Linked DNA regions of Sus scrofa: all the other regions are linked to region 2. Evidence: chromatin contacts called from public Hi-C and HiChIP or PLAC-seq data. All regions are on one chromosome and are shown on one strand. Each heading gives the region's core, a stretch centred on a gene start, on an enhancer-like site or on the middle of the called end of the contact. The rest is flanking DNA. Distances are from core to core; before and after follow the strand shown.

Evidence for each region. Hi-C and Micro-C count contacts between places; a contact is called where the count stands out from the background. HiChIP or PLAC-seq counts read pairs in DNA pulled down with a chosen protein or histone mark.
Region 1: a contact with region 2 is called in an H3K27ac HiChIP or PLAC-seq map of skeletal muscle. The contact joins the enhancer-like site here to the promoter of GADD45G in region 2. A contact is called at or near these places in 3 of 5 promoter capture datasets (fetal skeletal muscle, liver and skeletal muscle), 12 of 47 Hi-C or Micro-C datasets (embryonic fibroblasts, fetal heart ventricle, heart right ventricle and 3 more) and 1 of 2 datasets of contacts at active chromatin or transcription factors (skeletal muscle).
Region 3: a contact with region 2 is called in an H3K27ac HiChIP or PLAC-seq map of skeletal muscle. The contact joins the enhancer-like site here to the promoter of GADD45G in region 2. A contact is called at or near these places in 3 of 5 promoter capture datasets (fetal skeletal muscle, liver and skeletal muscle), 8 of 47 Hi-C or Micro-C datasets (embryonic fibroblasts, fetal heart ventricle, fetal skeletal muscle and 4 more) and 1 of 2 datasets of contacts at active chromatin or transcription factors (skeletal muscle).
Region 4: a contact with region 2 is called in a Hi-C map of liver, with 3 times the contacts expected there. The contact joins the enhancer-like site here to the promoter of GADD45G in region 2. A contact is called at or near these places in 2 of 5 promoter capture datasets (fetal liver and liver) and 3 of 47 Hi-C or Micro-C datasets (embryonic fibroblasts, epiblast stem cells and liver).
Region 5: a contact with region 2 is called in an H3K27ac HiChIP or PLAC-seq map of skeletal muscle, with 5 times the contacts expected there. The contact joins the enhancer-like site here to the promoter of GADD45G in region 2. A contact is called at or near these places in 3 of 5 promoter capture datasets (fetal liver and liver), 11 of 47 Hi-C or Micro-C datasets (embryonic fibroblasts, heart right ventricle, liver and 3 more) and 1 of 2 datasets of contacts at active chromatin or transcription factors (skeletal muscle).
Region 6: a contact with region 2 is called in an H3K27ac HiChIP or PLAC-seq map of skeletal muscle. The contact joins the enhancer-like site here to the promoter of GADD45G in region 2. A contact is called at or near these places in 2 of 5 promoter capture datasets (fetal liver and skeletal muscle), 8 of 47 Hi-C or Micro-C datasets (embryonic fibroblasts, liver, omental adipose tissue and 2 more) and 2 of 2 datasets of contacts at active chromatin or transcription factors (alveolar macrophages and skeletal muscle).

Annotation. Positions count from the first base shown.
Region 1 is chr14:1,447,380-1,451,311 of Sscrofa11.1, reverse strand. It overlaps LOC106505879 (a long non-coding RNA gene), which reads right to left. Exons shown (of 6, transcript XR_002338446.1): 2 at 2,686-2,839. Among named protein-coding and RNA genes, the nearest start is that of GADD45G, 280 kb to the right of the region's middle. Within about 2 kb of position 2,196, at least 4 of the 83 cell types and tissues checked have an H3K27ac peak or open chromatin away from gene starts, as enhancers often do. A contact at or near this core is called in fetal skeletal muscle and skeletal muscle, where this site is marked.
Region 2 is chr14:1,164,020-1,167,803 of Sscrofa11.1, reverse strand. It overlaps GADD45G (growth arrest and DNA damage inducible gamma), which reads right to left and starts at 1,804. Exons shown (of 4, transcript NM_001185129.1): 1 at 1,659-1,804; 2 at 1,296-1,397; 3 at 952-1,165; 4 at 266-872. The coding sequence starts at 1,711. The coding sequence ends at 762.
Region 3 is chr14:1,558,335-1,561,810 of Sscrofa11.1, reverse strand. All of the region lies in intron 4 of LOC106505879 (a long non-coding RNA gene), which reads right to left. Among named protein-coding and RNA genes, the nearest start is that of GADD45G, 390 kb to the right of the region's middle. Within about 2 kb of position 1,755, at least 28 of the 83 cell types and tissues checked have an H3K27ac peak or open chromatin away from gene starts, as enhancers often do. A contact at or near this core is called in embryonic fibroblasts, fetal skeletal muscle and skeletal muscle, where this site is marked.
Region 4 is chr14:1,583,167-1,587,131 of Sscrofa11.1, reverse strand. All of the region lies in intron 5 of LOC106505879 (a long non-coding RNA gene), which reads right to left. Among named protein-coding and RNA genes, the nearest start is that of DIRAS2, 380 kb to the left of the region's middle. Within about 2 kb of position 1,466, at least 3 of the 83 cell types and tissues checked have an H3K27ac peak or open chromatin away from gene starts, as enhancers often do. A contact at or near this core is called in fetal liver and liver, where this site is marked.
Region 5 is chr14:1,490,351-1,493,736 of Sscrofa11.1, reverse strand. The region is part of intron 2 of LOC106505879 (a long non-coding RNA gene); the gene reads right to left. Among named protein-coding and RNA genes, the nearest start is that of GADD45G, 330 kb to the right of the region's middle. Within about 2 kb of position 1,431, at least 3 of the 83 cell types and tissues checked have an H3K27ac peak or open chromatin away from gene starts, as enhancers often do. A contact at or near this core is called in skeletal muscle, where this site is marked.
Region 6 is chr14:1,467,172-1,470,589 of Sscrofa11.1, reverse strand. All of the region lies in intron 2 of LOC106505879 (a long non-coding RNA gene), which reads right to left. Among named protein-coding and RNA genes, the nearest start is that of GADD45G, 300 kb to the right of the region's middle. Within about 2 kb of position 2,124, at least 8 of the 83 cell types and tissues checked have an H3K27ac peak or open chromatin away from gene starts, as enhancers often do. A contact at or near this core is called in skeletal muscle, where this site is marked.

The DNA of each region.
Region 1 (3,932 bases), core at 947-3,446, 280 kb before region 2:
TCCTCTAAAATCAGCTCAGGAGTAGAGATATTCTGCAAAAGGCATTGAGAAAAAAATGAACTTGGCAGAACTTGACCCTGGGCAAGGGTCATCCTACAGACAGGCTGGCCACCTGGTTTGATAGATGAATGTGTGCCAGGGTGCGGCCACCCCACTGCCTGAGTGCCATGTCTGTGGATGCTTCTGCAGAGCTGAGTAGCTGCAACCACACAAGCCCCCAAAGCCTAAAATGTTTCTGGAAGGGACTGTTCTGCTCAAAGCTGTGTCTCCAGCACCCACAACTCTGCATGGCACACAGCATGTAGCACCTGCAACCATGGCACATGGACCAAGCTATATTTGTTGGATGAATGGGTGAGCCTCCCTCATGGAACAGAAGGTCTGGTGACGTCAAGCCCTGGAGACTCCTTGAATGATCCAATAAAATTCATCAAGCTAACATTCAGCCCTTTCGCCCAGCAAGACCACAGTAAGGATGGCTTTAGCCATCATCTCCCTTTTCCCAACTGCCCCAGTGCCCCCAGGGGTTTTGGTCCACAGGATGTGTTTTTGAAACTCTGTCCCACTAAGTATAGAGAACCCACTATCCCCATGATCATCTGTATGCTGACCACTGCCTTTCTGGCCTCTGAAACACAGTGACATTGGCTGAACTTTCCATGTTCTAAGACACCATTTGAAACTCAAATGAGTGTGAAAGGTATTGGCCAAATCATCGGCCTGACCTAGCACTTGCAATAAGGATCCTGACCAACCTTCTTCCCACTAAGGAGAAGACACCCTGCTCTCTCCCCAAACCCAGTTTCACGGTGTCTTTAGGGCTTGGTTCCACCCCAAAGGAAAACCAGGGCCTGGGAGACACAGTGCTCCTCCCTCCCTGACCTATAGCATCGTTAGGTTTGAGCCGTCCTGACCCTTCTTGACCCTGGGTGGGATCAGCTTTCCTAAGGATGCTCTTCCATTTCTAGGGAGCCTGGGACACCCCGCCGCAATACCAACATTCCCCCCACCCAAAGTCCACTCACTGGCACAGCTGCACTCCTGAAAATCAATTTCCAGGAACTGCCTCGGGCATCCCATAATTCCCCAAAGTGCAACTGCAAAATAAACTCTGATATGCCCTGGTTCCAGGAGCCTGGGGGCATGTCCTTGCGACACAGGAGGAAGAGGAGAGGGCTGGCCAGGGAAGCAGCTCCCCCGGCTGGTGTCGACATTCAGCCTCCTGGAAGTGGGCTGTGGATGTCGTCCAGGCAGGACACCTGAGTCCTGAGGGCCTCCCGTTACTTCTCCAGAAGGTCCCATAGAAGTGAGGCTGTGAACGAGCCTTCCAACATCAGAGACCTGAGTGGCATCACTGGTTCTTATCCTTCCCAGATGAGGAAGAGCAGGAAAGCCTCACTGTCCACATTTGTAAAATGCACTTAGTAAAACTGACTTCATATACCTCCCAAGAAAATCAGCAGCAACAAAACATGGAAGTGCTTAGCACAGGTGCCCAGCACATGGGAGATAAGTCAATACCAAACATATATGAAACCTGGGGAACAGGATGACAGGGGCAAACAGGCAAAAAAAAAAAAAAATACTGAAGAATAAAGGGAAAAGAAAGAAGTATATTTTCTAAATGGTTTAGGATTTTTTTTTCTTTTTTGCTTTTTTTAGGGTCGTACCCACAGCATATGGAAGTTCCCAGGCTAGGGCTTGAATCAGAGCTGTAGCCTCAGACCTATGCCACAGCCACAGCAACATCAGGTCTGAGCCATGTCTGCAACCCACACCACCACAGCACATGGCAGCGCCAGATCCTTAACCCGCTGAGTGAGGCCGGGGACCAAACTCTCGTCTTCATGGATGCTAGTCAGATTCATTTCTGCTGAGCCACAACGGGAACTCCAGGAATACTCTTTTCAAAAGTTCTAGCAGGGCGAAGTAAAAGCAAATAGTTGGTTTTGTCCCCAAGGCTGACACCCACACATAAATATGCAGAGACTATGTAGTTGGATGATTGTTTCCATAGTAACAGGATGCAGGCAACATTCTGGTACTCTGCCATAAAGTTTGTCCACCACACCGATTCAAAAGATCAACCTGAGAAATATTTTCGGTCTCAGCTGCTTAGATTGACTCTCTCCTAGTTTAGAGGACCACATGGTAAGCCTATTTTAAGACACGGTTTGGCCTGATAATGAGTGGGACCAAATGTTCCCACCAAGAGTACCAGGAGTGTGCTGGGCCACCTCACATGCATTCCTCAGATAGCTTCGTTTCTACCCTGCTCCTTCACAGGTAAAATACCTCATCTTCCGAGACCAAGCCATGACCACATAGTTAAGTTTAGCATGAATGTGTGAATGCAAAGTGCTTCTATTATTAAGCTGTCACAAGAGAGAAATATTTCTCCGGTGACATCTAGGAGCTCCCGGCATCCAGGGACTCCTTTCTCCAAATCCTTTCCAAATAGGGAGCTGGGAGCACTCTAAAACTGAACAAAGGGGACCCCAAAGAATCTGTGGATTTGAAACCATTCAACACATACTCGAAATATCTTTTGCCTTTGGTATTCAGAAAGCACTGTGAACTCTGAAGTATGAAGATCTCATGACCACAGAAAGTGAAAGCATGCCAACTGCACTGAAATCCCTCAGGCTCCCAGGCTGAGCATGCTTTTGGAAACTGCAATCATACCTTCTATCCACTCATGTCTTCTCAGGGCACTTGATCATTTTCAGCTTTTAAAAGAACCATGATGCCATCTCAGAAATGCTCACTCACTGGGGAACACAGGGTATGTTTCTTTTCTAGGATGACATATTTAAACGTTTCAAGAGTCACGAATGGCCTGAAAATTCAGAGAAAGTGAAACAGTCTGATACCTAGCATTTATTGAGGGCTAACTATGTTCTGGGCATTGGTTTGGGATTATTTTACTTGATCTCACCATTGTTCCATGATAAAGGATGGCTATCAATTTCATTTTTCATTCATTCCTTCAAAATTAACAACTATTGGAATTCCTGTTGTGGCTCGGAGGTAAGGAACCCACCTAGTATCCATGAGGATGCAAGTTAGATCTCTGGTCTTGCTCAGGGGCTTAAGGATCCGGTGTTGCCATGAGCTGTGGGGTGGGTTGCAGGTGTGGCTTGGATCCCGAGTTGCTGAGGCTGTGGCGTAGACCGGCAGCTGTAGTTCCGATTCAACCCCAGCCTGAAAACTTCCATATGCTGTGGATGCAGCCCCAAAAAATACAAAGCAAAAACAAAAACTATTAGTTAAGCATCTACTGTGCCCCAGACATCATGCTTAGCTGCTAGGCTGACGGCAGGGAACGGGACCATGTCCCTTCGCAGGCAGAGTTGATAATCAAATGGTGGAGACAGATCACAGCAAAAATCGCCCAGCTGTACTCACATCAGGTAGCGCTAAGTTCCTCAAAGAAAGATGAAGGGAGGTTAAGGGTTCAGATGAAGGGAGCAGGGTCAGGAGCAACTTCTAAGAGGAGCTGACATCTGAGCATCAATGTGCGTGGAGGGCAGAGGTGGCCAATCAAAATTCGAGGAAAAGCTCTCCATGCACGGGAAACATAGGGGGTGGCTGGGAGTGGAGGGCAGGGATCTAAAGGCAGCGGGCCATTGACCTCGCAGAGGTAGATGGGGTCCTAGTGTCAAAATCTGAGGGGAATGCATTACATCTTAGGTTTTAAGTTCCACAGGAAACGAATGGACGGTTAAGTGTATTCTGCTATCTCCTATTCCATCCCATTTCACATTTTATTTTTTTATTTTTAATTTTATTTTTATTAAAGTATAGTTGATTTACAGTATTGTGCCAATTTCTGCTGTACAGCAAAATGATCAGTCACACATACACACACACACACACACACACATACAGTCATATGTGTATATAAACATATACAGCCTTTTTCTCATACT
Region 2 (3,784 bases), core at 555-3,054:
GCACTGATGGCTTATCCCAAGTATGCTCCTATCTTGCGAGTGTAAAAATCTTCCTAAAGGGAGAGGAGGGCACGGCTCAAGTTCTGCTAACACCCAGCCAACGCCCCCTCCCCCACTTCGAGCACCCCGGGAGCCTGTAATTCAGCCCTAACAGGAAGATGGAACAGGTGCCAGCGAGTTCCGGGAATTTCAGAAATCGTCAGCAATCCCGCTAACCACCTTCCCCTCAGACAAAGATCCCCTGCCCTCAATAAAGAGAGTTAAGTTTTTTTCAGTAAGTTTATTGTAAGACTCAACGCTGCAGCAGCATAATCCTTTAGAAAACGAAGCATCGCCCGGATCCGTTTTGAAACAGCAGTGCCTACTGCTAAGTCCGTCAGAGCTTCTGTTACTGTACAAGTCCAGGCCTCCTGGCCTTGCCTTTCCCCTCCTTTCTGCCGGGAGCACAGGCTGCTGAGTCACGCCTGCCCGGCCAGTCTGTCCTTCCCGGCCGCGCGGCCAACGTCCCGCCTCCGGCCTTCCTGGGCGAGCAACCGCTCCCCACACTTGTAGAGTCCTGGGCTGGGGCCAGCCTGCCCCTGTCGCCGCCGGGCCCCTCCTCGGGAGGGAGCCGCACCTCCTCGCCGCTCTCCACGCGCCGGCGCCTGCCAGTCTCCACGCCGCACTCGGGCGCCCTCCTAGGGCGCATCCACAGAGCCAGCCCCGCGCTAGGCGCCCCGGGGCGTTACCACGTCGATCAGACCAAGACCCCCGCCGGGCTGTCACTCGGGGAGGGTGATATTGGGCACCCAGTCGTTGACGCTGCGACTCTCCTCGCAGAACAGGCTGAGCTTCTCCAAGGCGGGGTCCTTCCACGCGTCCTCATTGGGGTTCTGCGAAGAGAGTCCAGAGGTCAACCGGGCTGGCCGCTGGCAAGGGCAGGGATGACATCGGGATGGAGGCGACACTCACCGAAATGAGGATGCAATGCAGGTCTCCCGGCGTGCCCGCCTCGTCACCGGTGCCCACGATCGCCGCCAGCCGCTGTACATCGCCCACACGCACGATGTCGATGTCGTTCTCACAGCAGAACGCCTGGATCAAAGTGAAGTGAATTTGCAGCGCAATGTCGCCCTCGTCTTCCTCGTCAGCAGCCAGCACGCAAAAGGTCACGTTGTCGGGGTCCCTGCGCGAGCGAGAAGGAGGTGAAGAGGTCAGATCGGTGTGCCCCGGGTGCCCCGTGCCGCCTTCTCCCCGGTCTCCCTTGCCGCTCTGCCCGCCCCCGGCCGCCTCGCCCGGACCGCGTCTATACTCACACATTCAGGACTTTGGCGGACTCGTAGACGCCGGCGGTGAGGCAGCCCTGTCGCTGCGCCGACAGCAACAGCTCGTGCAGTGCTTTCCCGGCGCCCTGCATCCTGTGGAGGAGCCACCGCCATGAGCGTGGACAGGCCGGAGGGTGAGCCAGGACCCCCGAGCCCTGGGAGGCACCCCCGGCGCCCGACTCCGGCGCTCCAGCCCAGTGCCGCACCCCCAGCCCAGCGGAAACACTTGGGCCTGACTTCTACCCAGCGGACCCCCACCCCGGAAGGTTTCGAAGACTGCGCCCAACCAGCCGCGGCCAGGGCAGGACCAGGATCCCGGAGCCCTGAGACGTTCGGCGCTCAGCGCGGACTTACCTGGCCGTGCTTTCTGGAACCGTATCCTGGCCGCGAACTTCTTCCAGAGTCATGTTGCGATCCGCAAGCAGCAAGTTATCCACAAAAGCAGAGGGCGGAGCGGACGCGAGCGAAGAGAGATCAGCCCGCAGCTCTGCTCGGCGTGCCCACCGCCAGCGAGTGAGCCCGGGTCCCGCCGCGCGCCTTTATATAGGCTGGGTCTTCGGCGCCGCCAGCTGGCGCAAGCCTGCGCGCCCATTGGCCGGCGCCCGCTTTCTGATGCAAATGAGGCGGCGGCCGGCGGCTCGTGCCAGAAGGCCACGTGGGGAGGGGTGCGGGGGATGACAATGCCTCAAATCTGCTGCTTTTGTCGGGGTGTTACCAGGCAGCCTGGAGCCTGCAGATTTCATCTAGCCTTTTTGTTTTTAAGTCTTTAAAAGGGAAAAGTTTAAAAAAAAAAAAAAAGCCAAACCCTTGCTAGCTAATAGTACGCTGCAATTTGTGAAATGCACCGTTGGAGAATCTAATGAATTTATTTTTGCATTTATTTTTGTTGTTACCTTTCTATTTTTTCTTTACTCTTAATTTGGAGTTTATGAGACAGTAGCTTTTAAAGCGGAACTTAAAAACACACAGTCCTGGCTTTAAGCTTGCAAAAGGCCCGGGCGCAGCTCCCTCCACCTGACACTAGGGCCCGGAATGCGAGGTTCTCCCTGCAGAATCAAGGCTCCGACCCCGTCGCGCTGGAAAGTCCCACCCGAGCTCCCCGCCCTCTGCAGAGCGCTGCGGGGCGCCGGGGCTCCCGAGCAGATTGCGGCCGGCGCACGCGGCTCGTTTGCATTTCTATGGAGGACGCACAATAGCGGAGGTCTGGCGTGTGGCGGTTTGTGGGAGGGACAATCGAAGCTTTCTCTTCATAGCGACACTGTCCACCTGCCGCTGGGTGGGGTGGGTAGGGCCCTGCCGCTCGTGGGGGTCGCCGGGCTGCCTGGCGCGTGGGGGTCGGGGCCGCGTGCCGCTCCTGCCCTCCTCGGTGCGCGGCTCCCCACCCCCACCCCCGCACAGGCCCTGCTGCACCAGCGGCACGTTTGCATGTAATTCCGCCCCACCGGGTCCTTGCACACGTGCGGAACAGCGGTGGCAGTTGGAAGGAACACCTGGCTGCTGCACCATTTACACAGCCGGCTGCGCTCAGCCCGGACCCCTTGGCTCCAGGCCCCTAGAGCTTGGGGAACGCGGCTCGGAATATCTTTCCCGGAGCGCCATCTACAGGCCGGCAGGAAAGATCCTGACCACCTCCCTCCCCTACACTTGCATTGACCACTAGTGACTTGGCCTGCAGCCTCCTGGTCAAGGAGCTGCCCTGGTAGGGTCGGCTGAGCTCCCTCCAAGCTGCGTATTAACAGAAGTCAGAAGAAAGGCTGCAAAACCCACGCCGGAAGGAGTTGGGGACAAACGAAAAGACCCTTCGCTCACTCAACTTATCACTTTTGGTGTCTGCATCTCTCTGCTCTACGTTGAAACCAGTGCTGCGGTGCATTCCATTGCCCCTCTTTTCTAGATGAGGCCTTAGAGACTGGACAGGACTGTTTGCGGGCCGGGGTGAATTCGCTGGAAGCCCAGGCTCTGGTGCAAGACCGGAGATAACGGGTAAGAAAAACAGCCGAGTGCGCTGGCGTTTTGCGCCACCCGGTGGCCAGCTGCCAGAGGACAGCTGCGAAAGCAGGCCACTTCCTGATGCCAAGAATTGGGTCTTTGCTTACCTCATATCCCTGAAATCCGAGGCGTTTTATAACAGCGGGAGTCAGACGGCATCAGGCGGTGATTATTTGCTACTGTATCTTCTCGTTCGTTGTTGGTGGTGTTTAAAATGATGGTGGGCCTTGATTGGATAAAGTGTTTTTTCTTAAGTGATTGAGACTTAGGTATTGCTCTAATTAAATTATTAAACACTCAAACTGTTTTTATAGCACTGAGAACTATATCTAGTCACTTATGATGGAGCATGATAATGTGAGACAAAGAATGTATACATGTATGTGTGACTGGGTCACCTTGCTGTGCAGTGGAAAACTGACAGAAGACTGTAAACCAGCTATGATGGAAAAAATAAAAATCGTTTTTAAAAGTAAGTTATTAAACACTCC
Region 3 (3,476 bases), core at 506-3,005, 390 kb before region 2:
CTCAGCACGGCAGCCTGCTCTGTTGTCCTTCCCGATGATCATCCTAAAACCTGCCTGGTGAGTGGCACCTCTGATCCCCACCTAAGGTGGTGAAACCTGTAAACACTCACAGAGTACAAAAGGAGCTGAAAACATCAGGGGGTCATCAAAAGGATCCTGACCTCCAGACCACTGTACATGGTACAACTCAGTTTTTATTGCATTTGGCTGTAATCGTGTCCACAGTTAGTGCCTCCTCATTTCGGTCTACGCATTGAACAAACACATTATCACAGATCTTTACGAGCTTTTCAAAGAAACCTGTTGTTGATTTTCTTCAGCACTCAGCAGCTTGCTATGAATATCCTAACTGAATATGCTGCCAAGAAGTGAACACAAGACACACCTAAAATAGAGGCTCTGGCAAAGGTCTGGTGAGACGGGAGAGCTCACCACTCAGAGGCGACTAACACCAAGGCGACAGGCAGTCCTGCCGCTTGATGTGACCCAGCCACATTTCTACTTTCCCGCATAGAGAACCTCAAGCAGCGTATCATTTAACAAAAAATCCTTTAATTCTGATTTGGGCAAGGAAAGAGACACGAACCACGAGAGCTGCAAACCCGCGCATAGGACACACTCGGGCGTGTTTATGTAACACTGGGATCCTCTGAGTCACAGGAGACGTGAAAAACAGCCGTGCTGTGCATGGCAGTGAGAAGAACCTGAGCAGCCTACACCAGGCTGCCGTGCAGAGTTGCTGAGGCAGCAGCAGCCCTTGCAAAATAAGAAGGGACACAGCTGGTACATCAAGAGGTACCCTGAGGTCACCAGCGGCATCTCCCAGGGCTGCTCATGAGATGTGGGGGAAAGTGCTCCCAGAAACCACATGGAAACGAAACCTACGTCTCCTTGTTAACCAGCATTATTGAACAATTTTGGCCACAGGTTCCCTCCTAGAGGGAAAGTTCACAGGAACCCCCTCATTGTGACTTTTTTTAGTCTCCTCTGTTAAAAGCCTTCATACACTTGGCCTCACCAAGGGACCTTGACAATGGCCTCACCTCTGCTGACTGTGAAATACCCAGCTGAGCCGCTCTCTCTTTTTCTGACCCTGGCTGTCACCACAGCTCAGCCGGGAGGTTCATCATGATCCCTAAGTCTCTTCCCTCAGAGGAGTTAACACCCCCGAATACGTAGAATCATTATTTTTATGTGGAGAGATCACAGATCGATTATGCATACTCTTTACTTAGTTACTTTCCTGTGCTTTCTTGGTTTTCCATGATTTTTGTGGCATTTTTACCTCTGAAAAAAGAAACCATATATTTTGCCATCCCTCAATGGCATAAATAGCCCCCTTGTCAAAAAGCCTCAAGAACCAGCCCCGTGAGCCTGGGTCACAAGCAACCTTCAAGACTTTGCGGGAGCATCTGCGTTTTGAGTAGGTAGAAATGTTACAAAATGCTGCATTTTTGCTCTTAAAACATCTCCCTTGACTTAAATAGCATGATGGATAGCACCCAAATGAGGTTTTTCTTCCCCAGAAGTTTCTCCCAGAATAGAAACTGCCCACAGTATTTTTCTTGGGAATAGATTTGTATGGGAGTGTTCGCTGTTGACATTTTTAAGCTGATGCACCCTGTTATGCAAAGTTGAGCAGAAAAGGCAAGGTTCCAGTTGCCACTTTCGTTTTGTGACCTGAACGTTGCCAACTAGGGTAAACACACATTCACTAGTCAAATGCATTCGACACTTAGATTCTTAGCGTGTACATTCCTGAAATGCCAGCAGCTCACATGCTGGCCTGGTTGGTTTGGCGTTCTGGTTTCAAAGCTGAGGCAAGTGGCCCAAATCCTTTTCTTATCCTTCTTTGCGGCCCTGGAGGCCCAGCAAAAGGAAAATCCTGACAGTGTTCTTTAGGTGAGGATAAGGTTTCAGATGCTCCAATTTCTCTAGAGGGCCACTGCTCCATGGAGGAAAAATAGCCAACCAAAAATTCAGCAGCTGCCCCCCCTGAAAATCCAGGTTCTGGGGTTTGGGTCTTAAAACACAGCACCTGTTGCAAATAAGCAGGTGCAATCAGACTGCAGCTGTGGGATACTGTCATGTAGCCGGCTTGTATCAACATACACAGGGGTCCTTGTCAGTCTGACACATGAGGATAGGGCAGTAAAAGAATTTTGATACAGCTCCTGCCACCCCAGCAGAGAGGAACCAGGCAGAATTTATCAGGCTCCCTGCAAGCCATGAGAGGAAAACATTTATTTGTCTCAGTCAACCAGATTCTCAGTTGTCTTGTTGCTGGGTTTCTATGGCAACGATGTTCATTGTAAGTGCAGAACAGTTACCAATTCAATCTCTGGACTGCATCCCCATTGGAGGCTGCAAGTCTATCCTTCCCACTTTCCTTTGGCATCAGTGACTAGAAGGAAAGGAATGCATCCTGGAATGAAATAGCTAAGCATTTAGGCACTTGGCATTTTCCATCTCTCCCAGCAAGGAGCATACAAATCAAAGGGTTCTGAATGGGGGTGGGGGGGCAAGGAAGTTGGTATTGGACCCAAACCAATGGTAATAACCCAGATGTTCAGCTTGTCTTGGGATCCAGAGTAATTATTTTTATCCTTTCCACCATTGTCAGAACTTTGGTTAGATAATTCCGAATGAAAAAGTTCTACTAAAGAATTTCTTCTGTAACAGAGTCTTGGAGCCACTTCCGAGTGTGTTGCAAGAAAACCCAGGGCTGTTTTGCAAAGATGGATCATCTCTGTGAAGGATAAAAGCCTGTATTTTAAGTATCTCCTCTGCTGCTTGAATGCAGACATAGAAAACCCTACAGCGTGGCCCCAGGGTCAGAAAGAACCACTAGGCAAGACCCTGCAAAAAATGATCCCAACCACAGCCCACCAGGTTCACAAGTAATGAAAAACACGTAGTGATACCCTGATACCTGGATGTCAGGGTTTCACTCTGCTGCCTGGGACCCTCCAGAGAGGTGCCCATTCCTTTGGCTTCTAGATTATCAGAAATATGCAACCCAGAGCAAATGACAGGGCAGCCTTGTCATTCTTACACAGGCCTATCCTTATTATTGTTACTATGATTTCATTAATAGTAACACTAAAAAGGCTCTGAATTTTTTCCTTTTTACAGCCGAACCTGCAGCATCTGGAATCGACCAGGTTAGGGGTAAAATCACAGCTGCGGTTGCAGCCTACACCACAGCCATGGCAACACCAGATCCAAGCCACATTTGCAACCTAGGCTGCAGCTCGCAGCAACTCCAGATCCTTAACCTACTGAGCGAGGCCAGCAATTGAAACTAACCTCATGGAGACTATGTCAGATCCTTAACCCACTGAGCCACAACAGGAACTCTAAGTCTCTGACTTTTAATTAAATTATTCCTTCTTCCCTGTGCACACTCAGCTCCATACAGGAAAATGAGGTATTTTATTACCTTTTTAAGTCTCTATTTTAATTTACATTGGTTA
Region 4 (3,965 bases), core at 217-2,716, 420 kb before region 2:
GGTGGGTGTGGTAGGATGCCCGACGCTTACCTGTAAGCTTGGCTCTAATGCCAAGCCTTCCTGGAGCAGGCTGCACAACTGGGGAGGATTATTCACATTCAGCCATGCAGACTCTCCCAGCATCAACATCTCATCTGCAGAAGTCCAGGCAGAGAGCTGGACCCCTGGCTGCTGCGCCGGTTGGGGTTTTCATGCCATCTGCCTGGGGAGCTGCAGGGAGTATGCTGGCAGCCATATGGAAGACTACAGAGAGCTGGATGGACCAGCAACTTGGAACCCACTGCCAAATGGCCCACTTCCTGGCCTGACAACAACCTGTATCCCTCAGAGGAAAATAACATAAATGTAGGACCGATATAACATAAACATACCATAAACATAATAGGATACCTTGATTAGTTTCAAATTGGGTCTAACAGAGCAAAAACAGCCTCCCATCAGTCCTGGGGAAGGGCCTCCATGGTGGGACAGTTGCATAGCAGTGGGTGTTGAGCAACCCAGCAGGCCAGCATCACGGGAAAGGAGCTGGGCTGGCCAAAGCCAGAATACAACCTGCACGGCCTGCATCCCATTACTTGCTCCAGATGATTTCCTGTGGTCTGATACAGTCTCCCCTCTTTCTTACTCTGCAGCTTGCAATGGACTTACCTTGTAGTTTTGTGGGTGAACGAGATAGTAGATTTGGACTCTCTCATAGTGACCACTGAGCCACGATGGTCAGTCTCCAGGAAGCTCCCTTCTCAAGGAGAGACTCTGTCCTAATCAATCATGTGACTCAACCCTCTGTCTATTGAATTTTCTTGAAGCAGGACATCCATGGAACATACCACCCTGTCTGAATCGGCAATGACTTGCCCCAGGAGCCCTGAGGAGGGGTCCAGCAGAGGGAAGGCAAATGGGCCAAAGCCGCTTCTAGGAGCCAGATGCATTCTCACATATGGAAGGCCAAGTGAGGGCACAGCCAGTTGTATGAAGCAACATGACCTCAACAACCCCAAACAGACTTAAAACTAAACTACACAAACACTGCCCTGCATAGCAGCAAGGAGATTTCTATCTCCTGTGAAAACAGGCAAATAGCCAGACACCCTCTGAGCTTTCTGTTTGCAAGATCTCCGTCCCGTAGGAGGCTAATTGGCACCTGGGGGCAAATCTCAGCCCTCGTGAAACCCACCATCATACCAGGAATCCCACCTCTGGCTGAGAGAAGTGGTGACCCAAGGGGAGGCTGGATGCCCAGAAAGGAAAGAGAGTGCACTTGGACTTTTTCTCACCTCCGTGGAGTGCCACTGGGTTTACTCCCTACCGTGGTTTCCATTGTTATTAAAAGAAAATAAATGGTTAAACATGAAAACAAAAACAAAGCTTTCAACACCTCAGCTGTTGCTGTGTACAGACACACTGTATTAGCAACCTAGCACTACTTACCCTCTGCTTCTTTCATTCTGCGGGCATTTAACAAATATTTACTACATGCCGTGGAGACACAGATGAACAGATGTGGTGTCCTTTGCCCGAGGAGAGCAGGGTCGGATGAGAAGGTGGACATTGAGCAATTTCAACACAGCATCGATGTGTTGTAACAAACACACATGCGAGGACAATGGGAACACAGGGAGAGCAGGAAAACTGCATGAAGAGATGTGTGGGGATGTGGTCTTGGGGAGACAAGGGGCCCCTGGAGCAGTCATGCTAGAAGCACACAGGGTGGCTTGGGAAACCAGAGACTTGGAGTGTTTTTTATTTTGTTTTGTTTTTAGTCCTTTCAAGGCTGCATCCATGGCATATGGAAGTTCCCAGGGTAGGCATCAAATCAGAGCTGTAGCTGCTGGCCTACGCCACAGCCACAGCAACACCAGATCCAAGCTGCATCTTCGACCTATCCACAGCTCACAGCAATGCCAGATCCTTAACCCCCTGAGTGAGGCCAGGGATTGAACCTGCGTCCTCATGGATCCTAGTCCAGTTCGTTACCACTGAGCCACGACGAGAACTCCAGGCCTGGAGTGTTTTGAAACAAGAGCATGAGGGTGGCTGGGAGGTGAGAAGGTGCAAGAGGCAATCAGGTGTGAGCCCTGACAATGGCGGTTATGCGAGGGCTTTAGCAAGAGGTGCCAACACCATATGAGCCAGCATCCTCTGGTCTGGAGCTGGGAGGGGTGCAGGCAGCTACGTGGGAGGCAGCGTGCCCAGAAAAGAGGTTATTCTGAACAAGAAGGGAAAAGTTTGGACAGGGGCCTTCATTCGGCCTAGAACTGTCCTGATCAACACTGTACAAGAGATGCATCTATAACTGAATTTCCTAGAAACTTCATTTAAAACATAGGTGGAAGATATTATAAGAAAAAGAATATATGTGTGGGGGGGGTGGGTGTGTCTGGGTCACTTTTCTGTACAGCAGCAATTGGCAGAACATTGTAACTCAACTATAATAAAAAATTAAAAATAAAAAAGTGAAAAGAAGCATGTGGAATTAATTTTTATACTAAAAGTCATTTTCCCCAATATGGATCAAATATTATCATTTCCACATAATTAGTACTCCCAAAAAACCATCATTTATTTTTAACCAGTTATTTTTCATTATTTTCTCCATACCAAGTCTTAAAAACTCTGTGTATGTTTTACACACACAGCACATCTCTATTGGGACCAGCTGCATTTCAAGGACTTGATGACCACATGTGGCTGGTGGCAGCCGTGTGGGCCAGAGTGGTCCTAGAGTCTCCGATGTGCATCAGAGGTTCACTGTGGGCCCTAACTGCTCAGAAAGCTATACTTGCTGATTCTTCTTTCTCAAAAGATAGATCAAAATGAGTTTCCACTTGCCAAAAGGCATCCAAATATTCCAAGACTTCAACTGCAAGTCACAGGACTAGGGTGGTGGGAAAAGCTGTCTTAAAATAAACACACACTCCATAATTCTCTTTGATTTCCAAAGCTCGAGGGGGGAGAGGGTGCATAGGACAATTTGCATTTTAATAAAGACCGCCTCTTGCAAAACGATTCTCAACCTTCTTAATGAATGCCTCCCAATAACAATAATTAACTTCAGAAGGTGCTGTGCCAGCATTCACTAATGAATGCCCTCCCAGGCAGACCCTGTTTTGATTGACTTAAAGCAAGGCTTTTAAGTAACCCAACTGGCATGGGGCCATACAGGGAGTTGGGTTCATGGAACTTGTTTCCCAGAAGGAAAGCAACTTAAATAACTCATATCAGGCCACAAGGGAGATTGGTATTAGAAGCAGAGCTAGAGCATGGGAAATCTGTAGCCAAGTTTCAGTACTTAAGACCTCAGGAGTGGCGCTTAGGTGTCCTTTTTAAAAGTGCCAAGCAGGCACTGCAGACACTAGCAGCCTCACATGGGTGTGTTGGTTCTGTCTTATCAGCTCCCCATTCCCATGACTAATGCTCTACCCTGCCCAGGACGTGTAGGTTTAGTTGAAGATTTGGCCATATCGAAGGAGCTGTTGGGTTCCTCAATACTTGCTACATCACCCCCTCAAGGCTTGGACCCGGTTTGCAGAATTCCCATCCCAAGCTCCCTAAAATTCTAGGCTCCTTTCCAAAACTTGGTTTTGACAACAATGTGATGGGATTTGCATGCCTACAATAACCTTCTTGCACAGGCTGCCATGGCCCAGTGCTGACTGTAGAAATAGCAGTCGTGAGAGAAGCCTACTTTCTCTGACTTAATACATATGTGTCAAGCACTAACCAAATGCTTTGCATGAATGAGCTCAACAGAATTCTCCTCTACAACCTCATGAAATCCATGTCCTCAATATCTGCATCATACAGAAAGAGAAACCCTGGGCAGATGAGTAACTGGCTCTGGTAGCTCAGTAAAACCTGCCAAAGCTGGTTGATTCCAGGGGAGGATCTTTAGACCGCTAGACTATTCACCCTCCTTCATTTAGCTGTGGTAAGTTTCTTGTCTTGCATGGTTATGAGAAAAATAC
Region 5 (3,386 bases), core at 182-2,681, 330 kb before region 2:
GTCTATGCCCAAGCAGTCACACCATGGGCTCCTCCTAAGAGCATCTGGTTTTTTACCTCACTACTTAGAAATATCTGCTACATCCACATTGCCAAAAAGGCAGATCATGCCCCCTGATCTGCAGGACATTCTGCAAAAAAAAAGTTCATTGCTAAGCTTGGGAGAGGCCGGTGGCCACTGGCCACTCCAAACCCTCCTCCTTGACTTCCACCAGCTTTACCGCTCTCTCCACTCTCAAACCGCCGGCCAGCATCCTCTGATCTCTGCACTGCCCACCAGCCTGCTATCTTTCCTTCCTTTCCTGTCCATCCTCCCCCATGGCACCACTTGCTTTTGGATGCCTACATCCAATGGCTTGGCTTTTATTGTCATTCCCTCCAAGAAGTGTGGGGATTTCCTTCGTGACCAGCCTGTATCCTGTTTCATGTTATCTCTGGCTCTTCAGTTGTTTCCGGTTCTGCTTCCTGCTTTCTCTGGGGCCAAATACCTTTCTTTATTTTTCCTTTATTTAGAAATGTCTGGCTTCTGAACCCTTGGGTTTGCTAGAAAGCTGACTTCCAGACGATCAGCGGGGGGGTGGGGGGGAATGATAATAATATCTTGAATGTATCTGGTTTCTCTCTCTTAGAAGCTCGCGTGCATTCCATACATGTGATCTCATTAGCCTCCCAGCATCTCTGCAAACTAGGGAAGTGACAGGTGTTTACAGGGAGGGCACCGGCCTTAAGTAAGCTCTGCTCAATCATAGGGTGAGTCACAAGGACTTAAATAGAAACTGCTTTAGTTGCAATTCACTTCTTTTTCTCCTTAGTTGATTGGCAAAGTGTTATAGCTTTATATATTTTAACCAACAAATGGATGTTTATCCCACCCAGGTAAGCATATTCCAAAATCTCTGGTGGCTCACCCACTGGGACCAGATAAAGTCAGCATTCTTTTGCCTGGTAGAGTTGGTTCCCCATGTAGGAGCTCTTTGGTCCATGCCAGGCCTACCCACTTTTGTCAGCCCTTCACCCTCCCCCCTTGAATTGCATGGAATTTTCAGGGCTTGTTGATGCTTCTAGATGTACCACCCTCAGCTTGGGAGTGTGGCAAACCTCAGCCCAAATGCTACGTATGACTTTTCTCTTCCAGATTCATTCTCCTTGGTGCCTTCTATCTCTGTATATGTTCCCCAGAAAATCACAATCATTTTATTTGATTATAATTCTTTCTGTCTATGGTTTTAGTTATTCAGCTGAGAGCAGAGAACATGCCTTTTCATCTATATTTCCAGCTGGAGTGGTGTTCCACTAGAGCTGTGCCCCAAAGTACTTATGCACTCAAAGCCGCCATGATTTCTGAATCAGAAATTTGGAAAGAGAGGGGTCAGAGTCAGGTGTCAACCAAAAGCTCACTGGGCTGGCCATTCTTGAAGGCTCATTCACATGGCTGGCAGATGATGGTGGCTGTTGGTGACAGCTGAGCAGAGCTGTCAACTAAAGTCTGTACTCATGGCCTCTTTGGCATGGTGATTTGAGACCATCAAACTTCCCTCATGGACCCTGGCTTCCTGTAGAGCCAGGGTCCCTGAAGAACCAGGCAGAAGGCATGGCTTTGCTGGTCTCACTGTGGAAGTCACACAGCGTCACTTCCACCACATACTATTGATTACAAGTGAGTCATGAAGCCAGTTCAGATAAAGGTGAGAATTAGACTCAACCTGGGAATAGGGGAGTGTTAAGCTCACCTTGCAGAAGAGCACATAGGAGCTATTGTTTCAGAATTCTTTAGAAAATACAACCTATAACAAGTGGCATGTGCTCCATAGATGATACTGAATGACCATAAATGAAGCAGATCTCCACCTTTATGACTCAGAATGAACTTATAACTGTGGTGACAACACTTCCAAAAGGTGCTCAGGCAGCAATCCCAAGGCTTGCTCCTTGAACTTTCATCCATAGCCCCCAGAATCTTGTTAAAAACGGAGATTTCAGTGTCCCCATCCAATTGAAATCTCTGAGGGTAGGATCAAATGTGTATATTTTAAGCAAGCCCTCAACCCTGGAAAATTCTAGAGAACAGTACAGAAAAGATGGAGAAAAGAATCTGTAAGGGGTTCTAAAAGATAGCCCACATAAAACATCCCTCCAGAACTCAGTGATTGGAAACAACAACCATGTCTTATCTCACTGTTCCTGTGGATCAGGATTCAGGGCATGGCTTTGTGAGCTGTCTCTGACCCAGGATCTCATACAGGCTGTAGTTGGGGTGTTGGTTGGGCTGCAGTCAGCTCAAAGTTGGCTTTGGGAAAGAGCAGCTTCTGAGGTTGCCCACATGGCTGCTGGCAGGTCCAGAGAACAAGTTGTGAAGACCAAGAGAGACCCAGATAAAAGTCACCATCTTTTTACAACCTAATCTCAGAAGTGAAATCCCAACCCTTTTGCCTTATCCTATTTGTCAGAACCAAGCTGCAGGCCCCGCCCACATTCGAGGAGTGGGAACCACACAGGAGTGTGTGTACCAGAAGGTGAGGGTTCCTGGGCCATCCTAGAGGCTGTCTGTCACAAGTTGCAGAGGTGGGGATTGAGTGCAGACCATCAAGAAGTCAGTTGTAGGAAACTAGAGGGATGAACAAAGCATGGCTTCACTAAGTGCACATTGATCAGTTCTAACAAAGCGCTGAGGACTGAAGCAACTGCCCCAACAGCCTCAACTTATAGGGAAGCCTTGAGTGTGTTTTTTAGAAGTGAGGGCTTGAATAGGCTGAGAAGAGAGAGAAGAAAAGAGAGGAGTTTCATTCGTTTTAGTAGGACTGTTTCTCAGATCATAGGTGGGCAGGTTATTAAAATGAAAATATCGCATCAACTTGTTAGAAATACGACCCAACAGCTCTTTGGTCAGGAGGAGGCCATCATACACTAAAATTGGTGGTCAGGTACCCCATCCACCAGATTCTAAAATAGATCCCATGAGGAACTTGCTGCTACAGGATAGTATAGTAAAGCGAAGCCAATCTCAAACTTAACCCAACCAACCACCTAACCTAGTGCTATGAACAACAGTGGCTTGAGAGAGAGAGATGAGAGAGAGAGAGAGAGCAGAGCAGAGAGAAGAGGCTGGTTCCACCCTGCCTGGTTTTGATTTGTGGAGCTCAGTGCGACTCTCAACTTTTTCTCAATATTTTTCTCAGTTTCACGGAAATAGTGTTATAATCCCCAGTTAGAGGGAAGCAGTTCAGCATCCCATTGATCCCATTGATTCAAGCTCTCTGCAGAAGAAGATGCAGGAAAGCAGAGGGAAGAGCAAAGGGAAAGAAAAATGCACACCAAAAAGGCCAAAATAATCTAGTCTGGAAGAAAAGACACACTGAGGACAAGGTTGGATGTGAATGTGCTGGACCA
Region 6 (3,418 bases), core at 875-3,374, 300 kb before region 2:
TGAAAGAACCTGGACCACATCCACCAAGCCGCCCCTGCGGATGGCTGTGGCTCTGCTCACGTGGTGACCATGCTGACAGAGGCTCTCGGGGCAATGACCCAGAAACTGCTCTTCCCAACAGGGTTCTGTCCTACTTTTGAGGACAAATGCCATGTTGCTTGGGGATGGGATATTTGCAATCATTCTATTGCAAGAGGGCAATGAAAGGACAACTTGGCCTTTGCAGCCCAACTCTGCATTTGGAAACCAGTAAGTACAGTGGTTATTTAAGGTCGCTGTCTTGAGAAGACAGGGCTGGTATGCCAGAGGCACCCTTTGTTGTAGAGAATGAGGATGAAGAGACATGTGCTTGATTTCTTCCTCCCTCTGAGAGGCCAAACTAGAGGTCCAAGTACGCTTGTCTTCTTGTTCTCAGACCTCATCCCTGCCATCCAGAGGGACGGCTTGGTGGAAGTGGGCCAGGTTCTTTCACTCTCTCTCTCATCTGTTCACCAAGGATGTTTCACGAATGACTGTCCAGCTTCTGGAAGTTTACATAGGAGACTCCAGGCCATCTCTGCCCCAGTGATACTTCCACCCCCCGCCCCCAGAGTTAGTCTGCTCAGGCTGCCATAACAAAATACCACAAACCTCGAGGCATAAACAACAGAAGTTATTTCTCATAGTAGTGGAGGCTGGAAGGTCAAGGTCAAGGTGTCCCCAGGGTCAGTTTCTGGTGAGAGCTCTCTTTCTGGCTCGCAGATGGCCGTCTTCTAGCTGTTCGCTCACATGGCAGAGAGAGAGCTTTGCTGGCTCTTCTTCTTCTCTAAGTTACCAGTCTTAGCAACTCAGGACCCCACTCTTATTACCTCATGTAACATTAATTACTTCCTAAAAAATCTTGTCTTCAGGAGTTCCCCTTGTGGCTCAGTGGTAACAAACGCGACTCATGTCCACGAGGATGCGGGTTCCATCACTGGCCTCACTCAGTGGGCTAAGGATCTGGTGTTGCAGTGAGCTGTGGTGTAGGTCGCAGACATGGTTTGAATCCCATGTTGCTGTGGCTGTGGTGTAGGTTGGCAGCTGCAGCTCTGCTTTCACCCTTAGCCTGGGAACTTCTATGTGCTACAGGCACCACCCTCAAAAGCAAAACAAAAAAAAAAAAAAATCTTGTCTTCAGATACAGTCACACTGGGAGTTCAGCTTCAACATTTGAATTGGAGGAGGCACATTCAGTCCACAGCAGTGGTCCCGTGATCTGCTCTGTTTCACACTGTTGCCCATACCCCCTTGCTCTGCTCCCCCAACGTGGGCTTCTCAGACCATACACTCTCCCCAGGTCTCTTTCCTTTCTCTCTGGTCCTTCTGAAGTTTCCATCCTGGACACTGGTCATCCTCCCTGCCTGCTGTCTCCTTGTGTCACTCTCCACCCGACCCCAGATGAGCTAATCCTTGCACACGGCTTTATGGATGACGGGTTCCCGGTTCCTAGAGGGAGTGATGAGCTTGGAAGCCAGACAAACGTCAGCTTGAACCCGGACCTGCCACCACCTAACTCTGCAGTCTGGGGCATGTCACACCCCTACATCCAGTGCCTGTACCAGTAAGATGGGTAGAGCTTACCCTCCTATCATCCAGCCCAGACTCCGTCCCTGCCATCCCACCTGCCATGTCCCCAAATCCTGGGGCTGCTTCTTTCTATTTTATTTCCTAGATATTTGGTTTTGCCATCATTCCCTTGCTTTTTTTTCTAATGTTTTACTACAAACATACATATTTTTAAAAGTATACATTGTTTTACTTTTGCACACTTTTGTACTTGGAAAGAGATGGTGTTACAATAGTTTGCTTTCTTCTGTGATACTGCAGCACTGGGGTGGATGGATGGGGTGTCCACACTGGAACAGGACCAGAGGGAAGGATGTGTGCTAAGGGGTGAGGTAAAGGCAGGGCCCAGGTCCGCGTGGTGTTTGGATGCAGTCCATGCAGGGTGGTGCTGGACTTAACACAGGCATGGTCTTTCTGAGCCCCACATCCTATGAGAGAGGCATTAACCCTCACTCATTTATTCACACCACAGTATGTGGTGGCACCTGCCACGGGCCAAGTGCCACTCTATGATCAGGGCACAGAGCTGTCAATGAGGTGTGCAGGACTCAAACTGGGGGCTCTTCCAGCTGGAGGGTCCTGCTGTGAACCTACCGGCTGCACTTCAGAATCGTTGCCAAAGGCTAGTGTGTCACTGTAGATAGATCACATGACAGCAGCCTAACAGGAGATTCTCATTTAAAAACTCTGAAATATGGACCTCCGTGTCTTTAGTGGAGAAGCGTGCAGCCTTCCTACCTCTGTGCATGCTACCCTGAGGAAAACAGCAAACCCCTGTGCTGGCAAAATCAGCCCTTTGGATGGGACCCAGGGTGAGGCTCCCAATAGGAACTAGTGCTGGCACCACCATGGCAGAGTAGACCTGGCAGGGGTCACTGTGAGCCATGCACTTAGCTTGGGCCACCTGGGGCAGGAGGCAGAGGGAATCCAACTTGGAATTCATGCTATCGTCCTACTGCCAGCTCCTACCAAATAAAAGAAAAAAAAAATTAAAGAAGGAATTTGCACATTGCGTGAGAACCTTGCCTGCACTGATAATTCTGGCTTTCTTCCCCCTTATTTAGAAAAAGAAGAGAATTCTTTCCCAAAAAAGTCCATGAATTTTCCAAACAGCCTTAGGACAAGAACCTGTTCCGTGAGCTCTTTCCTTTATGCAATGCCTGGAAGAATTCAACAGTGGAAGGAGCAGCCACACCCAGCCACTTGGTCTTGTGGAAAGAAAATTCAGAAGGAATGAGGTCACCTCCTGATTTGGCCTGGCCTGGGTGGAGCCACCAAGAACAATCATCGAGGTGGACGGCCCCCTTGTGAGCCGCTCCCTCCTTGTGTAGATCTTGCAGATGTTATGGAGAAGCTGCCTAGAGCGCAGTATAAACACGGATACAGCCCATGAGCAGTACGCGCTCAGATCAAAAAGTAAATGGTGGAGTTCCCGTCGTGGCGCAGTGGTTAACGAATCCGACTAGGAACCATGAGGTTGCGGGTTCGATCCCTGCCCTTGCTCAGTGGGTTAATGATCCGGCGTTGCCGTGAGCTGTGGTGTAGGTTGCAGACGCGGCTCGGATCCCGCGTTGCTGTGGCTCTGGCGTAGGCCGTGGCTACAGCTCCGATTCAACCCCTAGCCTGGGAACCTCCATATGCCTGGGAGCGGCCCAAAGAAATAGAAAAAAGACAAAAAAAAAAAAAAAAAAAGTAAATGGTAAGAGAGGCTTCCTAAACATGGCAGGAAACCCAGGAGCCATGGAGGGAAAAAATTCACAACTTTTTTTTTTTTAATTTAAAGACTTAATAATTGAAAGAATTGAATATTTTCATAATTCTTTATACCAAA